2 separate regions of the Sus scrofa genome follow, and region 2 is linked to region 1. The links are chromatin contacts, called in public HiChIP or PLAC-seq maps. All regions are on one chromosome and are shown on one strand. The core of a region is the stretch at or near the end of the contact, and the rest is flanking DNA. Distances in the headings are between cores, read along the strand shown.

The links. HiChIP or PLAC-seq counts read pairs in DNA pulled down with a chosen protein or histone mark.
Region 2: an H3K27ac HiChIP or PLAC-seq map of alveolar macrophages shows a contact between it and region 1. The contact joins two enhancer-like sites. A contact is called at or near these places in 8 of 47 Hi-C or Micro-C datasets (embryonic fibroblasts, epiblast stem cells, fetal liver and 5 more) and 1 of 2 datasets of contacts at active chromatin or transcription factors (alveolar macrophages).

The regions. Positions count from the first base shown.
Region 1 is chr3:125,891,533-125,898,925 of Sscrofa11.1, reverse strand. It overlaps NOL10 (nucleolar protein 10), which reads right to left. Exons shown (of 21, transcript XM_021087848.1): 12 at 6,752-6,818. Among named protein-coding and RNA genes, the nearest start is that of NOL10, 34 kb to the right of the region's middle. Within about 2 kb of position 3,350, at least 11 of the 83 cell types and tissues checked have an H3K27ac peak or open chromatin away from gene starts, as enhancers often do. A contact at or near this core is called in alveolar macrophages and liver, where this site is marked.
Region 2 is chr3:125,938,685-125,946,077 of Sscrofa11.1, reverse strand. NOL10 (nucleolar protein 10) reads right to left here. Exons shown (of 21, transcript XM_021087848.1): 18 at 2,862-3,035; 19 at 2,361-2,608. Among named protein-coding and RNA genes, the nearest start is that of NOL10, 81 kb to the right of the region's middle. Within about 2 kb of position 2,772, at least 4 of the 83 cell types and tissues checked have an H3K27ac peak or open chromatin away from gene starts, as enhancers often do. A contact at or near this core is called in alveolar macrophages and liver, where this site is marked.

The DNA.
Region 1 (7,393 bases), core at 2,101-4,600:
CAACCCACTCCTCCCTCCACCCCAGGCCCTTTATGGGCCCCCAGTCCTCGCAGCCCCTGTTCCAGAATGAGGCACTTGCAAAAAAACTGAAATCAGCAACCATGCAGGGAGTCCTTTACAATTTACAGAACTTTTATCTTAACACGCAACCTTTTGTGTTAGTGAACATGCAACAACTCTCAAAACAAATACCATCCTTATTTGTCAGATCATTAAAAAATAAAGCTCAAAGTACTGTCTCATCACAAGCTAGAGAATTTTGGAGCCAAAATTCACACTTAAGAGCCCTCGTTTATACTTTGGCAGATCAAATTACAGTCATTAAATAAATCTATTTATAAAATATAATAGAAGAATCCACAGAGGAAAGACATCTGAAATATCAGACTACATGGTCATAATTAAAGATACCAAATGTTAAGAACAATGATTTGATTCCATGATTTTAAATGCACTTTTCGTTGCTCTTCTGTTAATGCAAGAGCTTGTCAAAGGGATGATATTTAACGCTGTTAAGTGCAATAAAATGCTGAGATGGATGAGGTCCACTAACAGCCAGAAAGCAGGGACTCGGCGCTCCCTGAGCAGAAGCCCGGCGTGCGCAGAGACTGGGGGGGGGGGGGGGGCAAGCCCAGAACTGGGACCAAGCTCCACGAAGTACACACATGCACCACGAAGACACGCAAAGGAACAGACCGGGGCGGAGGAAAGCAAGAACATGCATCTAAATTAAAGCAAATCAAGAAGCAGAGACGTCCTCGATGCTGGTGGCCTCTATAAAGTCTTTCATCTGAACATTTTTCTCGCCCTGGAAACAAATGCTCACTGAGGTCGTATCAGGAGAAACCACCTCGACGGACTGCTGCTTCCCAAGCCTCTCGAACAGCACTGCAAAGCCTCTCCTAAACCGCTGGACATGACCGGAGGAGAAGGTCTGGGGACTTGGGAGACGTGTTACAACCAAAGAGAAGGTTCCTGCCAGAGACATCCCCTAAGCCTGGCTTCACTGGCGCAACCCTGGACGTTCGGCACGGAATGTTCTACGGGGAGACACCCACACCTACCAAACCACCGAAGAGGCGCTCATCTGATACGCGAAGAATTCCGACTGACTGCAGCCGATGGTCTCCTACGATGCAGCAGGACCTCACGTGGCCACATACAGACCATGACACAAGCTGACCCACCACCAAACTAAAGCGGTAAAGGTCAGGACGGACACCAGCTATAAAGGAGAAAAATAACTTCACAAAGCCCAAAGAATATTCGACGTTTCTAACAAGAAAGAAGCAGGAAAACCACGCCAGGGAAAGAGTTGGTTCGGCAGAAACTAAGACGATCACAGGCAAGAGGGAAGCCAGCGGGCTACATCCACAGGTAAGAAAGTAGCCTCAAACTCAGGTAATTTACTCAAGGTCCCCAAAAAGCTAGCAGGAGGAGTAGCTGATATTCTACTGACGTTAAAACCCATGGCACGTGGGCCCTAAAACTCCAATAACAGCTAAGAGAGAATGGAGAGGCTCCCCACACGAGCAAATAAACCATGAAAAAGCAGACACAGCAACAGGAAAACATTTTCAATAGAATGTCGAATTGAAAGGCAAGACAATTACATACGTAGTGTGAGGACAATTTGAAAACATGAATGCCTGATTAATGTGACAAGAATTTCTCTAATGAAAATGATACTCATGAAGAGATTGTAAATTTTCCCTTTAAATTTCTCTTATATTGATGTTTATTAGGGTTTCAACAGAAGCAATATGAATTTTGAGAGGGAAGGCAGGCGTTCTTGTTGTGGCTCAGTGGAAAGGAACCCAACTGGTATCCATTAGGACGCGGGTTTGATCCTGGCCTCGCTCATAGGGTTAAGGATCCAGCGTCGCCATGAGCTATGGTGTAGGCTGGCAGCTGTAGCTCCAATCTGACCCCTAGCCTGGGAACTACCATATGCCTCGGGTGTGGCCCTAAATAAATAGCAGTTCCCATCATGGCTCAGTGGTGAGTGAACCCGACTAGGAACCATGAGGTTTGGGGTTCGGTCCCTCGCCTCGCTCAGTGGGTTGAGGATCCAGCGTTGCCGTGAGCTGTGGTGTAGGTTGCAGACGAGGCTCGGATCCCGTGTGGCTGTGACTGCCGGAGGCCGGCGGCTACAGCTCTGATTAGACCCCTGGCCTGGGACCTCCATATGCCGCAGGAGTGGCCCGAGAAAAGGCAAATACATAAATAATAAATAAATAATAATAAAAAAATAAATGAAAGCGAAGGCAAAGGTCATCAGCCTCTGGAGTCAGGAGAACACGGCTGCGGGGGGAAGTAGCGGCGCAGAGGCCACGGCGCGCTGTGCGGGCCGCAGCGCTGTTCCCAGAGACAGAAGCGCGCACAGCTCTCCTCTGCCTGTGCTTCGAGGGCTCGAGGACTCACTGACGGTCACAGCTCAGAATCCAACAGCCCCTTAGGCTGCGACTAGTGCCCATGGGCTCTGGGGCCAGTGTGTGGACGGCGACTGAGCTGGGAGGTGCGGCAGCCGAGGGGAAGGACCTCCAAACCTACAGCCGGCTGACGCTGCAGCGAGATGCAACGTGCGACCCTTTCTCTACTTATGCCTTTTTATGGGATTTTACTCACATATTCGCCAGCAATGGGTTGGAAATTTGAAAGCCAAGCCCTGGTCCTGCACCAGACCCTTCTAAGCAGCACTGCAGCAGCTCTGTGCAGACAGGCCGGGAAGCTGCCTGCGCCCGAGGGCGAAGGCCGGGCGCTCCCACCGCAGTCACCGCTCCGTGCAGAGCGTGTGATCCACCGACCCGGGCACCCAGGGTCAGGCGGCCGACAGAACAGCTTTTCTCTCTGTACCCAGAGGCTGCCGACAGAGAAGAAAAGGCCTTTCACGGCGAACAGGACAGGCCGTCTGCAGCAGCCCTGGAAGGCAGGTGAGACAAGAGGCAGGCTCATGTATATAATTACGAGGCCTGAATTAGGTCTCTCGGCGCGGAAATCGCCTTTCCTCCCCACCAGGGCTTCGGGGACTCGCCATCCCGACTCCCCAGGGCGGGGCGGGGGCCTCTCGGGCCCCGACCTGCCGAGCGGCTGCCCCAGCAGCTGCCGCGGGGGGAGCAGCCAGAGCAGGTGCGCGGAGCCGGGAGGCGGGTCCGTTTCTCCGCGTCCTGAGCAGCCTTCGTACTAGAAACACATGACGAAACAGCACCCGTGATTTGGCGTTCATCACTCCCACATGAGTAAGTGAAAAGGTAAAGAAGGCAGGCCCCGGCTTTCCCCAACTGTGACTGAGCGCGCCGTGAGTAAGCACAACCCTCAAGAGCAGCGTTACAGGGAAAGGAGCGGAAAGCCGGGGCCGCCAGCCAGGCCTGGGAGCCAAGCGCGCCCGCCACAAACCCCAACGGAGCAGCGGAGGCCCCGCCTTCCCGGGCTTGCCAGCTCGTGCAATCGCCTCTTTGGCTGGGTTTCCTGTCTGATTAACCTCTTGCAAGTTATCTGACGGTAAAGTCTTTCCTCTGTCCAAACCTTCACTCTTAAAATTGCTCCCTCCAGAAGAGGGTACTTTGCAATGGGGAGATCGGGTGGCCACACAAAGGGAACCGCCCAGTCCACCTCTGGCTCTGGGATGGCGGGTGGGATGGGATGCCATCCACACGGAGGACCCAGCGCCCCGTGCAGCACCCTTGTCCGAAAGATCTAACCTACGGTGCATGAAGCCATTACAGTTAACTTCCATTTTGGAAAAAAAACCATCAGGGCCGGAGGAAGAAGCTGAAGCACATCTGGATGGCCTAGCGGTTTCGGAGGCAGCGTCGTCACTGCCGTGGCTCGAGTTCGACCCGTGGCCCGGATGCAGCCCCCCAAAAAAGGACATCATAAAAAACAACCACAGGAATCCAGGACACAGGACCTCCTAAAAGACTACAGACCTGGTCATCATTGCAAAACTCAGTGTCATGGAAGAGGCAGAAAAAAGGATGGGAGACCACTCTGGTTTGAAAGAAACAAAAGGCCCAACAACTAAATGCAATTCACAACCTCAATTATATCCTAGTTCCAAAAAATGACCTGAAAAAGGCATGTGGAGGACAATCAAGGAGACGGTAAATGGACTGACGAAGGGGTTATCAGGGAGTGACCGTTCCCTTCGCAGGTGGGACAACGGCATCTTTGATGCTAGGAGAACACCTCTAGCATCCAGGCAGAGATCAAGGCTGCACCTGGTGCCCACAGCCTAGATGCCTTGCTCCTGCCCAGCATCCCAAACTGTCAAAGCTTTCTGCGTCCAGGCCAGCGCTGCCCAACAGAAATCTCGTGCGAGCCACATTTGTGACTTGCATTTTTCTGGGAGACACCTGTAAAAAAATCTTTGGAGTTCCTGGTGGTTCAGCAGGTTAAGGATCTGGCACCGTCAATACTGTGGCTCGGGCCACTGCTGGGGCACAGGGTTTAATCCCCGGCCCAGATGTGCCCCCAAAATCTTTTTAAACAGGTGAAGTTAATTTTTATATATTGACCAAAACGTGTTTACTTCAGCATGCAATCAATATAAAAAATTTAGGATTTACTTCACATTCTTTTTTTTTTTTTAATAAAATGTCTTTGAAGCCTGGTGTATATCTTACATGTAGAGCATGGCTCAATTCAGCTCAGTCACTCCGCAAGTGCTCGGTGGCCACACGTGGCTCCTGGCTCCCCAGCTGGTCGGCCCAGGTCGAGAACTTCTCTCTCTCTCTCATCCCTGTCTGTCCTCGTCAAACCCCCACTCCCTCAGTCCAGCTAAACTCTTGTTCCAACTTCAGTTTCACCTGGTTTTACTCCTGTTGGTGCTTACAGCCCAGACCCCGTTTCAGATCATTCAATATCCTCGCACTCGGACCCCGGCATCGAAGGCAGTAACTCCTGCACGCATCACAATGCGACTCACCTTCACAACTATGAAACCCTGTCCCAACTCTGGCCGATGAAAGGCCAACTACAAGGATGCAGAAGGCCACCTCTCCCTTGGGAGTGGACCATGTCGCCAAGACAGAGCCTGGGCTCCAGAGTCAGGAACGGCCGCCTCTCATCGAGACGCCGCAACACACCAGCTAAGTGACCAGCCCTGGGCAAAAAACAGCAGCTTTCTCTTCTCCAAAGATTTAAGAGGAGGGAAGGGGGGTGTGGGTGACAAGCGCCACCAACTACAAAGGGTTCTTAGAAAGATGACATGATACTGCCGCGTCCATCACTGAGACGGGCAGTGCAGCACCGCCCAGCGCCGAGTCCGCTCCTGCCTCCGCTTCTGTGCCACTTCGTACCTGCTAAGCGATGCCCTCGGCACCCCTTCCCTCTCGGCTTCTCTACTTCAGCCGCCGCTGGTTCTTTCACTGTCCCTGTCCACTCCCGGGAGCCGCCGGGCTGGCTCTTCCTTCTCGTTTCCCTCTAAAGGTCCTGCTCATGTCGGGTCTCCCCATTGTCCCCAACGGTCTCGTCTCCTTCATTCCCTGCTTCTCTGGGAAGTGACCTCTGTGGACCAAACCGTGTGTGCAGACCTGCTTTTCTACTGTCGCTGGACGTGGCTCCCAGGGGAAGGCTTCACAACCACTTTGGAAGCATGTTCCAAATAACACTTCTGGGCTCTCCCCCCAGACACCCAGGGCCAGTACCCCTGGTAGGACGCCAAGGACCCTGTCCTTTGTAAAAAGCTCCCAGGTCATACTGGTGGGCAGCCAGCTCTGAGACCCTCTGTGAGCCACTGCCTCCTCATATTCAAATGCTCCAAGAAAACAACCGTTCTCCCCAAAAGTGCTCCCAATCGCAGCCCAGAATATCGCCTCCTGCTCAGTTTAGTTCAGAACTGACCTCCTTTTACAAGATGGACAGAACAGCCTTCTGAAAGCAGGGTCGGAAGAGACCTCGACCACAAACAACGCCCGGCCATGCGGCATCTCCTTCCTGGACCCCGCCCACCCCACGGCCCGGGCCCCACCTGCCTCCTGCCTCACTCCTCCCAGAAGCCTCGGCAGCTCCACCGTGTATCCTGCTGGGTCCTAGGCCGTCCCTGCCCTCCTGACACTGTCCCCTCGTGTGGAGCTCCTCACCTCCAACTCTGCCCATCACATCTCACCAGCCCCGCAAACCCGGTACAAATAAAACCTCCCTGTCTCAGCTGACACCATCGCCCCCCATGCAGTCCCAGTGCTGTTTACACAGACAACAGAACTTCTCCCGCTCTGCCTCGCATCCCGCCATCAGAATTATCTGTGTACAACCCTGCTTGAGAATGGGAAGTATTCTCGTTTTCGCTCGTTCCCCAAAATTCTTGGAATTTGCCTGGAAGGTATTGTTAAATCCTGAAACCTGCCATGTAATTTACTGAGCAGCAGGCACCAGCGAATGTACCAAACCCATGGCCTCATGAGCCTGGTGGATCATCAGGCAAATCCCTAACCTCAATTTCCACACACGATTACTAATCACATAAAAGGCTAAAAAGCACACACGAAAATAGCACCTCACCTGCCACCGACCTATAGACTGTTACCAGTTTCTACTAATAGCTGGGCTGGCTGAGAACTGAGTCACTGGCAGTGTCATTTTCTGAGTCATCCACACCACTTCCTGCTCTTAATTTTTTAAGAAAATATAATATCCAAGAATTGTCCCAACCAAGCCAAACCCTGTCTTAAGAAATAAAATGAGTTTGAAACCCAACAAGGCCTAGCCCAGATTTATTTCCCGGAAGAGCCCACTGCTGTGCATTGCATACCTGAGTTGGGATAGAGGCAGACATCATTAATGTCATGTTCTGGCTCCAAGGAAGTAAATATTTTTCCCTAAAAGAGTAAGCAAAAAGGAATGATTAAAACAGTCCAAGGAAAACAACTTTCGGCAACGTGATACACAGGAAAGAAGCTGAAGACCTCACCTAGCTCCCCTGCACCTCCTGACGTGAACAGAGAAAACCACCTCATTAGCCATGACAGCAGTGAAGGGGCGCTCCCACTGCGGGGCCGTGGTTTAAGGATACGGTGTGGCTGCAGCTGTGGCTTAGGTCGCAGCTGCAGCTCAGATTCAACCCCTGGCCCAGGAACTGCCATATCCTGCAGGTGTGGCCCATAAAATAAATAGATAGACAGATAAGCAAGTAAATAAAACCACAGAATTTAAGCACCAAAAAAATCTTAGAGAATTTCTTTCATCGACTTCTCAAATCCTCTCATTTTACAGACAAAGAAACAGAGGCCTGGAGGGAGAAGTGATTTATCTAGGAAAATGCAAACTTTTAAAGATAATGCCTACGCAACAGGAAAGGTTAAGTTTTAAAATAAAGTTGTACATCAACTTAAAAAAAAAATTCTCATAAGCTTAGAATTCCCACTGTGGCTCAGCGGGTTAAGAACCCGACTAG
Region 2 (7,393 bases), core at 1,523-4,022, 48 kb before region 1:
AAACAACACAACCACCCATCAACCGATAAGTGGATAAATAAAGCGGGGCATGGCCATACCCTGGAATAGGACCGGGCAATAAAAACAAATGCAGCACCGACAGGTGCTTCCACATGGACGAACACTAAAACTGTCACGCCGAGGAAGAAAGAGCAGTGGGAGAGAAGTGCCCACTCTTGTACGACTCCATTTATACGAACAGTCAGAAGAAAGCGATGAAACCCCCACAGGACAAGAGACAGCAGGGGCTCTTCTCCCCGCTCCCAGCAGCCCTGGGGGCTATTGGCTTCCCTATAATAAAGACTTTGCTTGCTTCCTCCCCCACCCCCCCAAAAAGCAATGTCAGAAGAGGCAAAGCTAGAGATGGAGCCTGGATTAGCGGCTGCCGCCTGGGGGAGGGTCGGGGAGCTGGGCGTGAACACCGGCGGGGTGAGCCGTTCGGTGCGGGGCGGGGAAAGCGCTCTAAAGCTCATCGCGGTGGGGGCTGGACCACTCGGAATCGACTGAAACCCAATGACCTCTATAATTTAAGCAGGTGAACTGTATGTTATACAAATTAAATTTCAAGAAAGTTGTTATTTTAAAAAGGGAGGTTGGTGAAGAAAATTTCTGCAAAAGAAATCAAGCCTCCTAATAGATTCTTTGCTTCCTTTGTGAGAGCCAGAATGTCTAGCCGCTCCTGGAGCTAAGCTGAAGGATTCACACAACATCTAGCTTCCCAGATATGTGCCAGAAACCGCTGAGATAAAGACGAACAGGTGGATCTCTCGTCCAGAGACACTCCAGCCGGTCCCTCGGCGCCCTCCCCGCCTCTTCCCCCTCCCTCCCTCTGGGAAAACCACATTTTTCGAACGGGAAGCTAGGAGCTAGAAAAGCACCAGGTACAGACCAGCCTGACCTCGTCCTGGCCGCCTGGCCATTCCTCCTCCTCCCTCCCTTGGCTCCTCCCCAGCCCTCCCGGCTCTTCTTTCAAGATCACCTCCTCTGACAGCCAATCCTCCGAATCAACCCTCGGCCCAGAAATTCTCAAAGCCGAGACTCACATGACTTAGAGCTTACACACATTTTGGGCTTAACTGCCTACCTAGTTCCTAACTTAGACACCTGAAAACTGAAACTGTTCAAATAATACTATCTTTAAGTTTTTTTTTTTTTAATTTACAACAAAACTTACCTTTTTATTCAATTTATTTATTTATTTATTTATTTTGTCTTTTTAGGGTCGCACCTGCAGCATATGGAGGTTCCCAGGCTATGGGCTGAATCAGAGTTATAGCTGCCTGCCTACGCCACAGCCACAGCAATGCAGGATCCAGGCCGAGTCTGTGACCTGCACCACAGCTCGTGGCAAAGCCAGATCCCTAACCTAGTGATCAAGGCCAGGGATCGAACCCATGTCGCCATGGATACTAGCTGGGTTTGATACTGAGCCACCACGGGAACTCCTGAAGCTTACTCTTTCAGAGTGGACAGTTCAATGGTGGACATCCACGCTGTTGTGCAACCACTACCGCTGTCCATTTCCAGGACGTTCTCATCATTCCAAGTGACTCTCCGAACCTAATTCAGTGATGCCCATCCCCCACCCTTCGACCCCTGGCAGCCACCACCCCACTTTCTGTCTCTGTATTCAATTATTCTAGGACATCAATCTGGCCTCTCCGTTCTGCTACAAAAGGCTTACCATTTCTGGCAACTTTTCCAAGGGACCATTTTATTTTTATTTCCTCTTTAGGGCTGCTCCTGTGGCATATGGAAGTCCCCAGGCTAGAGGTGAATCAGAGCTGCAGCTGCCGGCCTCCATCACAGCCACAGTGACGTGGGATTGGAGCTGCATCTGTGACCTACACCACAGCCTGTGGCAACACCAGACCCTCAACCCACTGAGCGAGGCCAGGGATCGAACCTGAAGCCTCATGGATACTAGTTGGGTTCTTAACCTATTGAGCCACAATGGGAACTCCTCCAAGTGACCGTTTTAATAATTAGGTAAACCAAGGTAAGAGTAAACATAACTGAAATTCTCATTTTAAAATATAGCTTATTCAAGAAGTTGTTACCTTTTAATTGCCACTATAATTTAGGAGTGTGGCTTTTGCAGTAAAAAGCTCACTAATGCATATATTTACCAATACTCACGGGGCCACACCCTTAACATACTGTATGTAAACTGTACCTCAAAAAGTTGTTAAAAATACTCCCAACAAAGACCAGTCGATTTTTCCTCAGGCCTTGTGGCGCTTCCCTCACATTCACTCCAGAGATCAAAATGCCACCTCGAGGGCAAGGGCCCAGCCAGGAAGGGCAAGGCTGGCAGCTTGTCCAGCCACCACCGAGGGCAGCAGGGCAGCGCTACTCACTTCATCAGCTTCTGCTTTGTGGCGGAATCTTGGAAGCTTCTGAATTCTTCGCCTGCTTTGATCTCGTAAAACTGGGGTTTGAGGACGGTCTGCTGGTCCTCCCTGCGTTGCTCCTGCCGCTTCCGCTTTTCCTCCTGCTGCAGGAGCCGGCGCTGCTTCCTGACCTCTGCCACCCAGTCTTTTTCATCATCTGAGCTCTCGGAGCTTTCCGCATCGCTTGGTTTTCCTTCCGGCTCTTCCTCCTCTTCCTGCAAATGAAATGAGTAAGCAGCAGCTCCTTCCCCAGCCCCCAGCACTGCCCCCCCACCCCGGTTCTCTGTTAGCAGCACTCTCGCCTGGGGGCATGGGACAGCGCGGGCATCAGAGGCGCCTGCAACTGAAGAAACGCCCAGGCTGAAGGTCAAGGACAGCTCGAGTTTGCGTGACGCCTCTTGCAACGTACAGAAACCATTACGGCCCACAAACGGGAGCAAGTTCTATGTGACCAAGAGAGTGCATTACTTTTTCAGGAAGTTCCTGTTGCTCTAAGAGTCTGAGTTTCTTCTTCCTTTTTTCACTGATTTTGGAAACAAGTGGATTCAGAAGCCGAAATTCTTCGCTCTCTTCATCAACTTGGAAGTCAGGGTTCTCGAACATCACTTTAAATCGATCATCCGTGAGAATGTTAGGAAGGCTCTGAAAGAAGAAGGATGCCAAAATTGAACATGAACACCACCATAAAATCTGACCAGAAAGGTGGCTTCAAAACATTTCACCCAACACGAAATCAACAAGCTGCACAAGGCAGGACTTAGTAAATCCCCATGACACTGTTTTACGACTCGTTTCCAGAACTGCTAATTGCTTATCTCTTACCCACAGATTCTACTAATTTATTGCCCAGAAAATATGTATCACTTGGCTGTTACACAGAAAGAGCCAAGAGGGAGTCTTCTGAGCTGGCTTTATGCTTCAAACATTTGAAAGGACGTTCACCAATGAACACTTTTCGATGCGAAACATTTTTCAAGGAAATAGATGTTTCTGAAATACGGCTTTTCAAGCAAAGCTACTACACCGAATGAAGATCAGTGAGTCTTTCACGCCACATTTCGCCGTCTGGCGAGGAGGTACACACCGCTCACACGCCGAGCTTTGACGCGGTGGGGAGCTGGCGGGGAGCTGACCGACGGCACCGAGGAGTTACTGGGAACGTCAGGGAGACTTCCTTCCCTTACAGGTCAGCCTCGGCTCCCCCCCCCCACCCCCGGCCATTTCACTGTCCTCAAGGGATACCGATTTGGCATCAAAAAACTTGACTCAAAAAACCTGACACCTGAGCCCGACCTGAATAGCTCAGGACTGCACTCAGCTCCTTTTCATCTGTACCACTTCTGAACACGAAGTTTTCTAGAATGTACTATAAACTTTCCTCTTCACTAAAGAGAGGGTCATCTTATACCCTCGGGGCTCTCCTATTGCTCCTTATCTGCCATAGGCTTGGAACCCAGATAAGTCAACCTACCTCCCGCGGACTGCAAAGTAAACAGCACGAACACAGGCTGGAAAACCAAACCTGCTGGTGGCGGGCTCGGCTACGTAACAGACTGATTTCACTGCCTGTTCGGTACTATTTGCAGAGTAAATAAGGCTGTAAGTAGCTGAAGTCTGACATCTGTACTTGGATACAGGGCTACAAACACCGAAGCTGGTAAAACCTGGGACATCACGGAGCCTGGGCTGTTTATTACACACATGCCCTGAAAATCTGTCCAACCCTTACTAGAATTCTATGAGATACTGAACATATATTTGTGGGGTTTTTAGCTTCTTTTTTTTTTTTTTTACAAATGATTCTTCTTTTTCTCTTTTGGTCTGTTTTTTCCATTACAGTTGGTTGATAGTATTCTGAATGTCCAGAACATTTAGAGTGCGCTGTCAATTGAATATATAATTTGAAATCTACTGATGTCTTCCCTGATTAAATATCACTTCTAAGACAGATTCAGGTGCAAAGATGAAACAGAGATTTAATTTTTGATCCTAAGGCACTCACTCACAACCTAATGAGTAACAAACCAACCAACCTCTACGCACCTTATGAAGGATGCTAAACAGAGCTACTAGAAACAGAGGGGCGAAACGTTAATTCCGGCAAGAGCCATCTCAGAACGGTTCACGGGGGTGTGCGTGGGGGAGGAGGCTGGCCACAGAGAAATTCGAGAGCATTTCCAGCCCACTGAGGAGTGGTGGGCAGCCCTATAGCAAGAAGAATGGCAACATGCGAAAAAGCAAGTTTGGGTGAGGCAAGACTCGAAAGGATTTTAAATACGGTGATTGCGTTCTGCTGGAAGGGCAACTCCAGGGAAGAGGTGGACGCAGAGGAGGAGGAGGAGAGGCAGGAGAGCGCGACAAGAACCTCGAGGACAGAAGAGAAGGCGGCTTTGGGAGTCGGCAGCGGCGTGGTGCACGACGGCTGTGGCGGGAGGAACCGAGGTCATGAAGACGAAGCGGCCTCGGGAGGACCCCGGGAAAGAGACAGGCCGATGGCGGCCGGAGGGGGTTTTAGGAAAGGATGGCTGTGAAATCCACCTCTCCGTGAGGACTGGCAACCCTCGCTCTGGAGGAGACAGTAGCCTGGAAAAGAGGGTAAGAAATTTCTCTGAAGGGTCCAGCTCAAGTGACTAGAAAGCTGGCCACACCCTGAGTCAGGGTCCATCACTGGAGACCCTCAGCAAAAGAGACCTAAGAAATACGGGCAAGACATCTCGCTCCGAGAAACGAAGACGCCCTCCGGTGGCTAAGGAGACGGAGCACTGTGTACACTCGACCCCGGATCCTGCTGAGCTCCGAGAAGAGCCAGGGTATCGAGCCATGGCCCACGGAGGAGCCCCGCACGCATGTGACTGAGCAGCAGGGGCTCATCTGAGAAGCCTGCACTCGACGAACCGCACGACGCTGTCGAACAGGTCCAGAGTGGAAACACCGAAAAGACCCGAGGTTCCCACGGGAGGGCCGACGTCCTGATAGGGGACACGCTCGCCCCAAACCACAGAAAGAGCGACCCCCAGACGGAACCCTAATGTAACCTGCGGGCCCTGCGTGATCACAGCGTCTCAGCGTAACGATCGGCCCCTCTGGTGGGGACCCCGAGGGGGAGGTGATTAAGTGACAAATAAGTTGCACTGCTTAAAGACAACTGAGCCTTGGATGAAAAAACAAAAGAAAAACTCCTCTCACCCAGCTACGAAACCATTTCCCCCAGAGACTTTTCCCAGTCTAACTGCTTATTTTCCTATTTAAGGAAAAAAAAAAAAAAAAAAGGCCAGCTGCGATGCCGTCAGTCATGTTCCGCTGCAGGTGACAAGCATCGGGCTAGCGCTTGGCCCGCAAATACCCAGGTACCCACTAAACCTGTGCCGCGGCCCCGCCTCCGAGAGGTAGAGGATGCGGAGGTCTGAGAAGGCTGCTTACGTATTAGCAACACTGTGTCCCCATCTAGTGACCTACGTGAGATGCTTGTCATTTAAAACAGGCTACCTCCTGCAGTGCTGTGATATCACGGAACCAGGGCGACGCAGCCTTCGGAGTACAGAAGCTCCTCCTTCCAATTGCTGCTAAAACCCTGCTCAAACAACAGAGAGGGGCCTTTAAAAAGACACAAACCCTGAGGGACGAGGAGACCAGGAAGGGAAAGATGAGCAGTGAGGTTCAGCAGCGAGAGAGGAAGGGCCAGCGCCTTCGTCCGCAGCGGGGGGCCTCTGGGGGGCGAGGACGCTCCTGGCACCAGGGCCGCAGCCCACCCCCCAGGCCCTCCTGACGCCAGCTCTCAGTCCTTGGAGAGCTGGCGGCCAGGCCGTCACCCTCGACGCAGGAGCATCCGACCAGCCAGGAGAAAGGCTGCAAGGCCACTGCCACCTGAGGCCTCCACAGGCGACAGCGGGGCCAGGTCAGCACGTGGAGGCGGCTGGGGCCTGGGTCCACCTCAGAGCGTCCCCTCGGCTTCTTCAGTCTGAACAAATCGCCGTGGATCATAGCAGGAAAAACTACTTAAAAAAAGTTTTTTGTTGAGAAAATTTCCCAGCACTAAGAAGCCTCAGTCCCTGGATGGCAGGGCCTCCCAGGTGGCCTCTGGAAGGAGGACGGTCCCCAGCGGCCCCCGCCCGGCGCCGAGCCGCGACGGACGCGCCTCAGGCTCTTCCTCTTCCTTGCCTTCCTCTCTTATTTTGGAGGAGAAAGTCCTAGAGAACTTCCTGAGGAAAAGAGGCACGAGCGAACTTTGGTGTTTGAGACTCTCTTTCCTCGTCTGCACACGGACTGCCTGTCCGGGCTGGAAACAATTTTCCTTCAGAAAAGAGCAGGTGCCTGTAATTCTGCGTCCCACCTGCGGGAGGTGGAGAGACGCGCCAGGATGCTGGCGGAGAAGCAGGAGTCAGTGGTGGTCATTCCAGAAGCGACCTGGGCAGAAGGAGGTCCAAGAGACTTCCCCAGAAAAGCAGAAGCCACGCAATACCTGATTTCCACACCGTTATCTTGAGATGAGGTTTAGACAACTGGCAAGGAACCGAGGGAAAACTCCACGGAGAACTCACAAAACGTCAATGACTAGTCCAGAGAAGGCTAAGGCTGTGCAGGAGATTACCTGCCTGACAGAGACTCGGACGTGAAGAGCGTTTGCAGGTCCTGACGCAGTCAACGCCGAACATCGACTTACCTGAGGTCATCCACAGACAACGCCTGACATGTAAAAGTCAAGAAGCAGTAGTGAGAGACGCAGAGTTTCACACCAAAATTAGAGCTAAAAAGGCAAAGGTGTCAAGAAAGGTGAAAATGGGGATTTGGGGGGGGAGAAGGACAGATGGATAGCCAACATTCCGAATAAACTTGGAGAAATATTTAGTTTTTAAAACTCAAGGAGTTCCCTGGTGGCCCAGTGGCTAAGGATCTGGCTTTGTCTTTACCGGTGTGGGGTGGATTCGATGCCTGGCCCTAGAACTTCCACATGCCATGGGTGCAGCAAAAAACCAAACAAACCGAAGAATCCCTAAAACCTC